Regions from separate parts of the Mus musculus genome. Here region 2 is linked to region 1. A link is a contact called in public promoter capture Hi-C data. All regions are on one chromosome and are shown on one strand. Each heading gives the region's core, a stretch centred on a gene start, on an enhancer-like site or on the middle of the called end of the contact. The rest is flanking DNA. Distances are from core to core; before and after follow the strand shown.

Evidence for each region. Promoter capture Hi-C pulls out the DNA fragments that hold promoters and counts their contacts.
Region 2: a contact with region 1 is called in a promoter capture Hi-C map of embryonic stem cells, with 2.5 times the contacts expected there. The contact joins the promoter of Xrcc2 here to the enhancer-like site in region 1. A contact is called at or near these places in 2 of 39 promoter capture datasets (the C10 cell line and embryonic stem cells), 1 of 484 Hi-C or Micro-C datasets (nephron progenitors), 4 of 115 datasets of contacts at active chromatin or transcription factors (embryonic stem cells, large pre-B cells and stem cell-derived neural progenitor cells) and 1 of 9 other capture datasets (adipose tissue).

The regions. Positions count from the first base shown.
Region 1 is chr5:25,272,771-25,278,850 of GRCm38.p6, forward strand. Kmt2c (lysine (K)-specific methyltransferase 2C) reads right to left here. Exons shown (of 59, transcript NM_001081383.2): 56 at 3,370-3,486; 57 at 3,130-3,203; 58 at 2,858-2,966; 59 at 1-988. The coding sequence ends at 896. Among named protein-coding and RNA genes, the nearest start is that of Galnt11, 53 kb to the left of the region's middle. Within about 2 kb of position 3,086, at least 10 of the 459 cell types and tissues checked have an H3K27ac peak or open chromatin away from gene starts, as enhancers often do. A contact at or near this core is called in embryonic stem cells, where this site is marked.
Region 2 is chr5:25,701,590-25,707,880 of GRCm38.p6, forward strand. Xrcc2 (X-ray repair complementing defective repair in Chinese hamster cells 2) reads right to left here and starts at 4,208. Exons shown (of 3, transcript NM_020570.2): 1 at 4,089-4,208. The coding sequence starts at 4,127.

The sequences.
Region 1 (6,080 bases), core at 1,836-4,335:
AATACCGGGGCAAAATTTTGGTTATTACATAATTATAATGGCATATTTAATAACACAAAATTATATTGTAACATCCCTACCACGGTTATAAGCACCCGAGCTGCTGCAGCGCCTGGTAGCATTTGGTCAATAACTATTTTTATACTGTTTTTCTCAAAATATTTACATATTTGTACAAAGTAACAGGGTTTGTTAGTTCTGCAGGTAACAGCAGCAGCTTGGCTTTCTTCTAACTTTTATTTAAAAATAGCTTCATTCACTTATTCAATAATAAATACAAAAAGTTTCTCTTATTTTACAGAAATCAAAAACTACAATAAACTGACTCATGGAATCAAGTATTCAAATGTATTTAGTGCAAGTTATTATCCCTTAGCTCTATCCCTAAGGAAGTCATCTCAGTACATTCCTTGATCAGTGGTGTCCACTTTAGTTAAACTGAGGGCCTGCCCCTGTCAGTAAGGCGTGGCCAGCACTCTGGACAGCCCCCTTCGCTGGTGATTTCAGTCTTACATTCATAGGAAGGCCCCCACCCTGGGGCAGGGCAGCCACCGGCTCTTTGCCCCAGTAAAAGTTTCTCCTTAGTGAGACTAACAAAACATAACAAAACAAAACCCACCCACAAGGAAACAAAAGGAAGGAAAGAAGAAAGAAAAAAGAAAAAAAAAGTGCTGGACCATTCTGTGACTCTGCTGACCTCAGTGTGCAGCAAGGCAGCCTAGCCGGCTCCTCTGTGCTGAGCATCCTTCAGACAAGGCTGAGGAATCAGAGCTCCCAGAAGCTGTTTCTTAAAAAGTCAGAAAACAAAAATATCTTTCTGTCTGCAAAATCCAATGAAGTGTTGAATCGCCTCTTCCTAGGGACGAGCCACCCGGTGAGATAGCAAGGAATGCATTCAGTTCATCCACTTCCGGCAGTTCACCGCTCCACAGTGACACGGAATCTTGTGCTGGTCATCTTCAAAGTCAAACTTATAATCATAGCAGAGCTGCCCATGGCAAACAGACAGTGTGAGACAGGGCAGTGCCCCGTTCTATCCTCTATTTCAAAACCAGCAAGCAAAACAGACACAAGCCAAAGCAACACTGAGTTTGTTTAGGTCCCATAGAACCTTGAGGCGGTGGGGTATCCCAGAGGCAAGTGAAACTACTGTTGTGGGGTGGTGATCTGGTGTGCCGAGCCTCTGACTTCTCATAGTGTCCTCTCCACCACTTTGGGTAAGATGAGGACCAGTACTCCCTCAAACCGTAGATGGCTCCTTGGTTTGGACAGAGATGAACCTGCCCTTGTCAACATCATGGCTTTCCCCTTGTCCACCTTTTCCTCTGAAGAACCTGCCTCTATTCAAAGATCCTATAGCTAACTAGAATTTGTCACCATAGAGAGATAGAACACTGCAAATCTACCATAAAAGTGATTGGGGCTATGTCCAAATCCCCGTCATTGTTTTTACTACCAACATCTGTACTTGGCCTAACATCTTTGTGACTATAACATAGAGTTTACATTGTTAATGTTTACCTCCACCAATCCCAAACCTGTCTTTAGACAGCATCTAGAACCTACCGATACCTCATGTCTCACCAATTAATGCACAAATTGAGGACTTTCTTTGGTCCTGTGGTGGCAAAAGTCAATCCCATCTTAAACTCAGTGGAACACGATGGAGTTCAGGGTGTCCTGAATCTGGTTTTTAACCATGGCTCAGGGTAAGCTAGTGTTCCCCTTAGAGAAAAAGCTGTTTGGATCAGCATTCAATGGCTGTAGAATTCTTACTCAAACTCCAGGCCACCCAACTGGGTGGCTGGAAAGCAGCATGACTCCCTCCAAGTAAGCTTTACACCCTGTTCCCTCGACCCCATAAAGCCAAGGGAGGGCAAACAGTCAATCTCTGGGTCTTTCCAACTCAAACATCAGCCACTATCTGGAAGACTGCACAGGGAGCAAAAAACTTGCAGCCACTGTGGAGCAGCTGCATTGGGAAAAGAATGCACTGCCTTCTGTTAGGTGTTTGCTGAGTAATAACAGGATTGGCAACTCTAGAGGATGCATACAAGATGACACTCAGGGGAGATACTAGGCTGCTCGGCAGGCCCTGTCCTAGTCACATAAGGATGTTCTTAATTTTAAAGGTAAGTTCTACAAAGACCAAGTAAATAGATGTGGTCTCACACTGTCTACACAAGACTAGAGCTTCATCACAGTGGGCACATCCAGGCTTCCTGACACAGCAGACTTCCCAAGAGCTTTGTATTGGACACTAACTCCAGATTTAGAGCACTACATTCAAGGTGCTGATGCCATGTGTGAAAGCCAGAGCTGGGACACGTAAATAGGACAATTAAGGATAATAACCTGAAGAGCTAGACCAAAGTCATCTCTGTGAGATACTAAGAAACAAATGTCTCGTCCTACATAAAACATTTTAAAGACAAAACAAAAACATACTATATATATATATGAATGATGTGAAATTTTCTAAGTGTGCATATGAGCAGGAACATATAGCTCCCCAAATTTGTGCCTACAGTCCTTGCAATAATATATCATGTGAATATATCAAGTCCCTGTGATTGCCAGAACTTTGACAGGAACCATCTTGAAAGGAGCTTATCAGACTGTCCAGATTAAGGGACAAAGAAAGGAGGATGCTAAGCTACTTGGTACTATATGGTGGGTTTCATGTGGCTTTATGATCTACTACAAGGAAGAAGCCGGCATTTGAATGTCTGAAGTAAGATAAACAGACGGCAAAGCCCTGGGTTGAGGCTGAGACTCTAAGAGTGATGTGATGGAAGCCGCAGTCAGGAACTGCCACACCCTGGTACAGATCTCAGCAAGCCCTTCCCCTACTTACCTCTTCTCCTTTCTGTATCCTCCGGTTGGAGCTGATGATAATCTTGTGTCCTCTCTCAAAGGTCACGACTTCAGCCACACAGTTAGGGGCACAGGAGTGGTTGATGTATCTGTGGGACACATCAGAAAACTCAGTGTGAAAACAATGAAGAGCTTCCCCTGTACAGAGGAAACTATGGCTGCTTCTCTGGATGCGTTAACAAAGCAAGTATAAAGCTCCGCTGCCCCTCCCCGAGCAAAGCCCTCTGGGCCACAGTCTCCTTCCTGCCTCACCTTGCAGGCCCTCCTGTGAGTGTGGCGTCAATCACGTGGTCATTGTCCATGCGGAACATGTACACACCCCGGTTCTAAAGAGAAGGCAGGTAGTCAGTCATCGGTGTGGTCTGAATGACTTCCCCTCACGTTCAGTCTGTGCTGGGAGCACCCTGGTCACATTCCTGGGCACCCTACCAGACACAGCTGATGCATTTGCGGTGTGTCCCACTGGCTGCCTGTGCTCAGTTTATACAGTACCTGAGACTCATAAAGCTTCTCCTTCCGGTTTGCAACCTCATTTCGAATAATTGTTCCAATGTACTCGATGACCATAGTGTGTTTTTCAATGTCTCTAGCAGCATACAGGCCCAGTCCCTAAGTGGAAGGAAAAAGGATTGTAAGTAAACATTGCAATATCCCCGACAGACCTTTAGTCTCTTCATCAAAATGCACTGCCCTTGCAGTCTTATGAAAAGCCATATTTAAGGTTTAGTTAAAAACCCTAACAACACAGCTCCTTTCAGCTTTAGCACATTACACTGTTCCCGTGTCCTTTTCTACACTGTCTTTCGGCCTGGCTTACTGCGATGACAGTGTAAGTGTTAACTGTCCTTGGATGACTGCAACTTGGATGTCCTTCCCTTCACTCTGGAAAGACACCACAGGAAGGACCTCATTACAGGCGGCCCTTAGCACTGATCATCCCTCCCACCAGCACAGCAAGCTAAGCTGCCCACTAGCGACTCCCTACACCAGCAACAGTAAGTGGATTAAGACAATCTCTACAAGTGCTATGTGGCTCGGGTGGGCAGCTGCACTCTCCACTATGCCTGCTCAATTACCACCAAGCCCCACACAGTAAGCATCCAATACAATAGGAAGAGGGAGAGGAACTATAAGGAGTATGACTACTACAAAGTTGTTTCAGATTTGACTGAGTTTCCTAGAAATAGCAGAATACAGCAAAACAGAAAACATTACTTTGTTCTAGTATCAGGAAAGGTGGGAACAATTCAGTTTTTGAAGTTCTTCCCAATAAAAAAATTCTGAGGTGAGAGAAATGTACAGGATACATTCCCAGCTCTTTTTAAATGTTTTGAAATAAGATCTCACTAAGTTGTTCAGGCAGTCCTTAAATTTGTGATCCTTCTGCCTCAGCCTCCTGAATGGCTGGGATGACAAAAAACCTGTTCAGTTGAACACACTGAAGCCTTATTTGGCAGCTTAGACTGTCCACACCAGTGCCTGGTAAATCTATACTATCTTAGAGGTGGCAGTAAACACAGATGTGGGGAAATACTTTTAAAAAAGCAAATAAATACAATGTTCACAGATAATCTGCATTTTATTGCCCTAATCTGGGTTTGTGCTTTCAATTCTGACCAGGGAAGAAACTATGGTGAAAAGGAGGGATGAAAATCAAGTCCTCCACTCATGGAATCTGCCAGAGGCTTCTCACTAGAGCGCATAGTAAGTCAACTGTGCCGGCATGTTTGCTGGTTCCAGGTGTGACTCAGATGTGAACAAATCAGAACATAAAAACAATGTGAGTGCACATCAGTGCCATCTGGGCCAGCGTAACAAGCACTCCAAACTGTGTCTGAGAACCTATGGCATGGTAATAGCAATGGCTGCAAAGGATATTGTATGCAAAATAGCATTACAATTATTGGCTGTATAATAAAATAAAGTTAAAAAAATGGAAGTTCATTGTATAGATAAAATACTAGAAGAACACAACCTAAGTGTGTATACAGAAATGATACAAACTTGTATGCTTGTCTATATAAATCCAACCAAACAAAAAAGCCAAAAAAAAAAAAAACAAAAAAAACTTTGTAAGAAAAAAAGATACTGGAGTTCTGATGGGCATGTTTCATACTGGAAGACACCTAACCCTGCAAGCTAGTACAAACTGAAATATGGACAAAGGTCATAAAACATATAATTTTCAAAAAGGCAAGTCCAAAGGCCAGTCATGAGAAGACAGCTTCACCAGCAGTCAGTGTCAGAGGCTGGAGAGATGGCTCTGTGGTTAAACTGCTTCTTTCTGTTCCAGGGGAACTGAGTTCAGTCAGCTTACAAAGCATACAGCAGCTTACAAAGCCTTTGACTCAGCTCCAGGGACCCAATGCTCTCTTTTGGCCTCTGTGGACATGCATTTTCACACAGGGTGCATATTCACATGCAGACATAAATATAAACGAGAATATATTCTTTGAGAAAGATCTCAGTGTCAGAGTATACCTACGAAGCTGACAACTGTAAAAAGGTGAGAACACCTCCTACACAAGAGAAAACCAGAATAGAGTCCCAGACTTCAGGAGGAAGCCAGCAATTACGGCCTTTTGGGAAAATATGTTATTAAAAGAAAAAGTAAATATAGTTTTAGATAGAAGCTTTACTTTTTCGATTATGCTCCATAAAACTACAACTATCAGGATGGATACAAGACTATTCCTATGGGACACTGATGGCACGGCATCTGCTGTGAGACCGCCAATGGCCGTGCAACGATGGGATTGCACTTCATCACTGTGAAGCATCACACAACGTACTGAGAATGTGATGGGAGACTCAGGTAATGCGAGCTCTGTGTTCCTGGGGGAAAGTGAGCATAGATAATATGATTCTATTTTCATAAATGTGTCCATGCATGTGTCCCTAAGATATAAAAACTACCACCATTACCACAATCACTGAAGACAGGAATGGTGAGAGGACATGACAGAAAGCCGAAACTCTCAAAGACCACTCAGGAGTGTCAGTGAAGACAATGCTCACTGCAAAAGCCTGGCAGCCTGAGGGCAAACACGCATGGCAAGGAGAACACTGCCTCCTGGAACTGTCCTCCACCTACGCATGTGCATGTGTATGTATGTACAGTAACAACAATTAAAAAATGGCTCAGTGGTTAAGAACACTGACTGTTCTTCCAAAGGTCCCGAGTTCAAATCCCAGCAACCACA
Region 2 (6,291 bases), core at 2,958-5,457, 430 kb after region 1:
ACTTATCTTAGCTTTCCTTAAAACTGTCTGTCTGTGCAGGAACTCTTTCCAGCTAACTGTTCATCTTAGCTGCTGGTCTGCATGGGACCCTGCGCTTAAGCGTCTCTAAAAACTACTTGCTTCAAAATGCTTACTCTTTGGAACCCTCCTGAGCTGCTAAGGGAGGTGCCTGGATGAGGTCTCTGCTCTTCAAAACCCCGTGTTCTGGACTCTCCTGGGTGGCTATAAACTGAGTGTTCATCTCTAGTGGGCTATCAGTAACAAAAGGAACTTGATCATTTTTTAAAGTTACATTTATTGTATGTCCACGTGTGCACATGCAGGTTATGTTATGGCCCATGTGTTAAGGTCAGAAGGCAGTCTGCAGAAATCACTCTACTCTTCTACCACGTGGGTCCTGGGGCTCAAAGTTGGTTGTAAGGCTTCATGGCAAACCCTTTACCCCCTAAGGGTCTTGCCAGCATCTACCCTCCTTTTTTGAGACAGGGTCTCATGTAGCCTGTGCTGACCTCAAGCTCACTCTGTAACAGAACAGCCTTGAACTCTTGCCACCATGCCTGGTTTTATGTGGTGCTGGAGATCAAACCCAGAGCCCTGAGCATACGAGGCTAGCACTCTGCCAAGTGACACACCAGCTTTGCAGGAACCTTGGATGGCAGAGTGCTGACCACTTTCATTGGAGAAAAAGTCTGGATACAACCTCCCATCCTCTCTGTATTACTTATCTCACTGCTGAGACAAAAAACACCCGACAAAGCAAGTGTCAGGAAGGGAGGGAGGGAGGGAGGGAGGGAGGGAGAGGGTACTATTTTGTCTCAGTTCTGAGACACAGATCACCATGTCAGAGGGGGGAGGCTGATCACATGGCATGCTCAGTCAGGAAGCAGAAGAGAACACTAAACACTTGTGCTCATTCTGTACGGGATCCCAGTCCATAGGATGGGCAGAGCCTGCATCTAGGATGAGTCTTCCCACCTCAATGAACCCAACCTAGGAAATCCTTTATACACAGGACCAGAGATTTGTTTTCCCGGTAGCTTTTAAATCCTTTCGAGCTGATAATTCAGATAAACCATCCTGATCTTCCAGCTTTCCCTAAGGAAGCAACGTTCATTTGTACATGCTCCCACTATCATAACGGTTTGTACTATAAACCTAAGGTGTCCTGGAACTCAATATGTAATATAGGCTGGCCTCCCATGCCCGGATTTCAGACATGTAGCACTGGCCTGGACAGAGGTCTTCTAATGGGTATTTTAAGAGCAAGAATAGTCTCCTGTGTTCAGCAGTATAAAGGTTGCTGGCAGAGCTGATGGCAGATTCCATGGCTGGAGCTAAGGAAGCAGAGCACTCTAAGGGCACAGACCACTCTAACAGGCAAAGAAATGCAGGAGAGGGCGGGGCACCACAGGGTAACATCTTGGTTTTGCTTTTATCTTGTTTTAAGCTGTGATTCTGGTGGAAAAGACCAGGAGAACGAAATGCAGAAACCAAAACGTGGTGGTTCTTCCTGTAACTCTAGTACTGAGGAGAAAGAGGCATCATGAGTTCAAGGCCAGCCTCATCTATGAGACCCTGCCTCAATAAAACAAAAACAACAAAAAGAAGTGCAAAAGGAAATGGTCATGGGAGAAGCATAGCAAAATCCTTTCCTCTTCATTAGAAAAAAAAAAAAAGTGTTTTCAAGACAGGCAGTCATAGTGCATACCTTTAATCCCAGTACTCAAGAGGCAGAGGCAGGTGGATCTCTGTGAGTTTGAGGTCAGTCAGCCTGGTCTATGGAGTGACTTCCAAGACAGCCAGGAGTATACAGAAAAAACCTGCCTTGAAAACAAAAAATAACAAAAACAAAATAATGTATTTCAGGGGCTGGAGCAATGGCTCTTGCAGAGGGTTAAGGTTCAAGTCTTACTACTGACATGGCAACTGAGAACTGTAACTCATTTCCAGGGAATCTGATGATCGTCTGGGTTCTATGGGCCCAGGCATGTACGACGTATACACATATGTACAAGGCAACAATTTATATAAATAGAAAAGTTTGTAAGTCTGTGATTACACAAAACTAATTATTTTTAAATAAATGCTATTTTGTCTTACTTAATATCTGTCTATGACAAAGAGGCAGCTCTGTAGCTTCTTTTTTCCCAGTGAAAACCAGACACCGTTATCAATATTTATTGTGTATTATGAAGTTGCCATGTTCAGTGCATTTAGAGAAAAGCCTGGTGGGTGACCTGGGAGGGAAGTGAGAAACAGTATTGTGGTGTGTGTGTGTGTGTGTGTGGTGAGTGTGTGGTGTGTGTGTGTGTGGTGTGTGTGTGTGTGCATGTGTGTGTGTGCGTGTGGTGAGTGTATGTGTGTGTGTGTGTGTGTGTGTATGGTGTATGTGTGCGTGTGTGGTGAGTGTGTGTGTGTGTGGTGTGTGTGTGTGTATGGTGTATGTGTGCGTGTGTGGTGAGTGTGTGTGGTGTGTGTATGTGTGTGGTGTATGTGTGTGTGTGTGTGTGTGGTGAGTGTGTGTGGTGTGTGTGTGTGGTGTATGTGTGTGTGTGTGTGTGTGTGTGTGGTGAGTGTGTGTGGTGTGTGTGTGGTGTGTGGTGTGTGTGTGTGTGTGTGGTGTGTGTGCATGTGTGTGTGTGTGTGTGTGTGTGTGTGTGCGTGTGTGTCCGTCAGGCTGGGTTTACACAGGGAGATGCGTACTCCACCTATTTCTTAAAGCTCGCTTCCCAACATTGTCTTTGTTCCGACTCTACAGAACCACTGGCTGTTCCCCTAAAGCAACCTTCTTAACGCTTCAACCCCGTAGCACAGTTCCTCCTGCTGCAATGACTCCCAACCATACAATTATTTTTGAAGCTACTTCCTAACTGTCATTTTATTACTGTTATGAATTGTAATGTAAATATTTTTTGAGATAGAGGACTGCGAAAGGGGCAGTGACCCACAGGTTGGAACTGCTGCCCTTGCTAAGTTCAGACCATACCTGAGCTGCTCCCTCCTCAGCAGCAAACCACTGAACAGTCCTTACAGTGCCAGTTCAGGGGCTGGGAACGGTAGCTCTGGTGGCAGATCCCATGCCTAGGAATCATGAAAGCCTGGATTCCATCCTTGGCAGTGGATAACAGGGCACTGTAGCACACACTTGTAATCCTAGCATTCCGGAGGCAGGACGGTCAGAAGTCGAAGGTTAGGGGCCAGAGAGATGGATTTCAGTTAAGAATGGGTTTTGCTCTTACAGAGAACATGAGTTTGGCTCAGATAACTCAATTGCTAATAACCCCGGCTCCTGATCATCTGACACCTTTTCCTCTGGCCTCCAAATTCATCTACACACATGGGTACATACCAACCCACAGACACACATTCATTTACATAATTTCTACAAATAAATAACTAGGACAAGGTTATACTCAGCTGCACGGCAAGCTCAAGGCCAGCGTGAGCTACCTGGATCCCCTCTGAATACATTTAAGTTAGCTCCTCCTACAATTTGTCTTACCCTCTTTTGGAGAGGCATGCTTTTACCATATGCTGTATATTTTACAGAAGCTTCGATTATTACATTTTGTTTTGTGAGAGAGGGTCTCACTATAGAGCCCTGACTGGCCTGGACCTACCTATATAAAGGCTAACTTCAAACTCATAGAGATCTGCCTGCCTCCGCCTCTTTAGTGCTAGGATTAAAGGCGTGTACCACCATGCCTGTTGATTAATTTTGTTGTTGTTGCTTCTTATTCCCAACTCTTGGCTGACAGTACTCGAACAAGTAACACACGTTAACGTTTAACGGTTCCTGAGTGAAATGGCTTGCGTGGCTCTGGAGAGATAGACGACAGGGGTATTCTGGGATACAGAAGGCCGGATGCCACAAACAGGTTAGTTAGAGGTGAAGCAAGCTACCTAAATTTAGAAAACGTCTACTGATGCCTCAACTGGTGGTCCTCCCTTCCCCAGCTCCTGCTGCACGGCTCGCCATCCCTGACCGGTTCACTGGCGGCTGTCGCGCCGCCCCACGGTGGCCCTGGGCGCCGCTCGGCGACCTCCCCCTGTAGTGCGCGGCCCTCCCGTCGCCCCGCGGCTCTCACCTCTGTCCCGGATTCCGCTCTGCGAAAGTCGCTACACATCGCCCGGCCAGCTCCGCGGGTTCAACCTACCCGCCAGCAACGCCATTTAGCAAAAGCGCGAAAGACGCAGCCAGTCAAAGCAATGACCCTGTGTGCGCGTGCGCACTGTGCGGGCTCGGAGCCAGAGAAGCCGAGGGCATGCGCAGTAAAGCTGCGGCGCCCTCTTGGTGACGCCAGTCTCCTGCGTTTCCTTTAGTCCTTATGGTCCTTATGTTATCTTCAGTTACTCATCTCGACGGGTCTTTATCAGGCAAAATTAACATGTACGTGATTTCTAAATCTTATTTAGTTTTTTGTTTTTGTTTTTTAGAGACGAACTTCCTATGTAGTCGTGGCTGTCCTGGAATTCACTATGTAGACCAGGCTGGCCTCGAACTCACAGAAGTCTGCCTGCCTCTACCTCCTGAGTGCTGGGATTAAAGGCGATCACCACCACTGCCCGTGCTTACTTGTTCTAAAGAAACTTAAAGTACATCTTCCTGCCACGGTTGTGTATGCCTGTGATCCTAGCACTCGGGAGGCTGAGGCAGAGAATCACCAAGAGTCGGATCAGGCTATAGTTTGGGCTGTAGTATGAGATTGTGTCTCAAAGGTACTAGGACAAAAGTTTACTGATTTGGGCTTTTGGTGTGTCAGTGGTCCCAACAACTCCTGAGGCTGAAGCCAGATAATAGTTCGAGCCCAGGAGACTACTCTGGGCAGAACAGCATAACCAGATTAACAGGAGAAGTAACACCGTTACTGAGCAAGCTCGCTCTTCTTGTCCTTTCTTGAGGCAAAAGCCTATGACTGGCTGTGGTATTTATAGATAACTGGGGTGGGAAGAGAAAAATGTATATTGAATTGAAAAGAACTGTGGAAATACACTGAGCCTGTGAAGTTTTCAAGCTCTTGGTTTGGTTAGGTTTGTTGTTTGCCTTTTGTTTGTTTTCTTTCTTTCTCTCTCTCTCTCTTTCTTTCCTCCTTTCTTTTCTCTCTTTTCTCTCTTTTCTTTCTTTCTTTCTTTCTTTCTTTCATTCTTTCTTAGATATTTTCTTTATTTACATTTCAAATGCTATCCCCAAAGTCCCCTATACCCTCCCCTCGCCCTGCTTCCCAACTCACCCACTCCCATTGTCTGGCCCTGGCATTCCCCTGTACTGGGGCATATGATCTTTGCAAGACCAGGGTCTCTCCTTCCATTGATGGCCGACTAGGCCATCCTCTGCTACATATGCAGCTAGAGACACAGCTCTGGGGGAGGGGTACTGGTTAGTTCATATTGTTGTTCCTCCTATAGGGTTGCAGACCCCTTTAGCTCCTTGGGTACTTCCTCTAGCTCCTTCATTAGGGGCCCTGTGTTCCATCTGATAGATGACTGTGAGCATCCACTTCTGTATTTGCCGGACACTGGCATAGCCTCACAAGAGATAGTTATTTTCTTTTGTTTGTTTTTCTCAAGTTCTAGAAATACAGGCCAGCAGCACTCCTATGAGATTCTAGGCATTGGCACTTTAGTGCATGCTAGTTAAGCACTCTTGCAGATGAATTATATTCCCTGGCCCATTGTGTTAAGATCTTGGGTGGAGGAAGGAGTGGAGAGGAGAATAGTTTTCTTAACTGTTGCCTGTCAAACGCCCACTGATTAGATAGATAGAATATTTATACTCTGTACATCTCTGAGTACAAATCTTATGTGTACAGTACACATGAATGTCTGTACAAGACATACTACCACGCATCAGATTTGAACTTTTCTAGGAGCGTGTCACAGTAGACATGCCTGAATGGAGTTTACAACTTACTAGGTCAGTTGCTGGAACTTTCCTGAAAATTCCCTTTCCAACAGATTTGTAGGTTGTTTTCTTATGAAAAGGTGTGAGGTTGGCTCTGTGTCATTTCTCTGTCTCTTGTCATATTCTTGAAGAATTATCTGTGGTGGCTAGTTTATGTCATCTTGCCATAACTAGAATGTTTTGAAAGTTGGTGCCTCCATAAGATTTGACTGTTTTCTCTCTCTCTCTCTCTCTCTCTCTCTCTCTCTCTCTCTCTCATCCTGTTGTTTTTTTTTTTCTAAAGACAGGGTTTCTCTGTGTAGGCCTGCTGTCCTGAAACTCATGTAGACCAGGCTGACCTCAAACTCATAGATTTGCCTGTCTCTACCTCCCAACTGCTGTGATTAAAG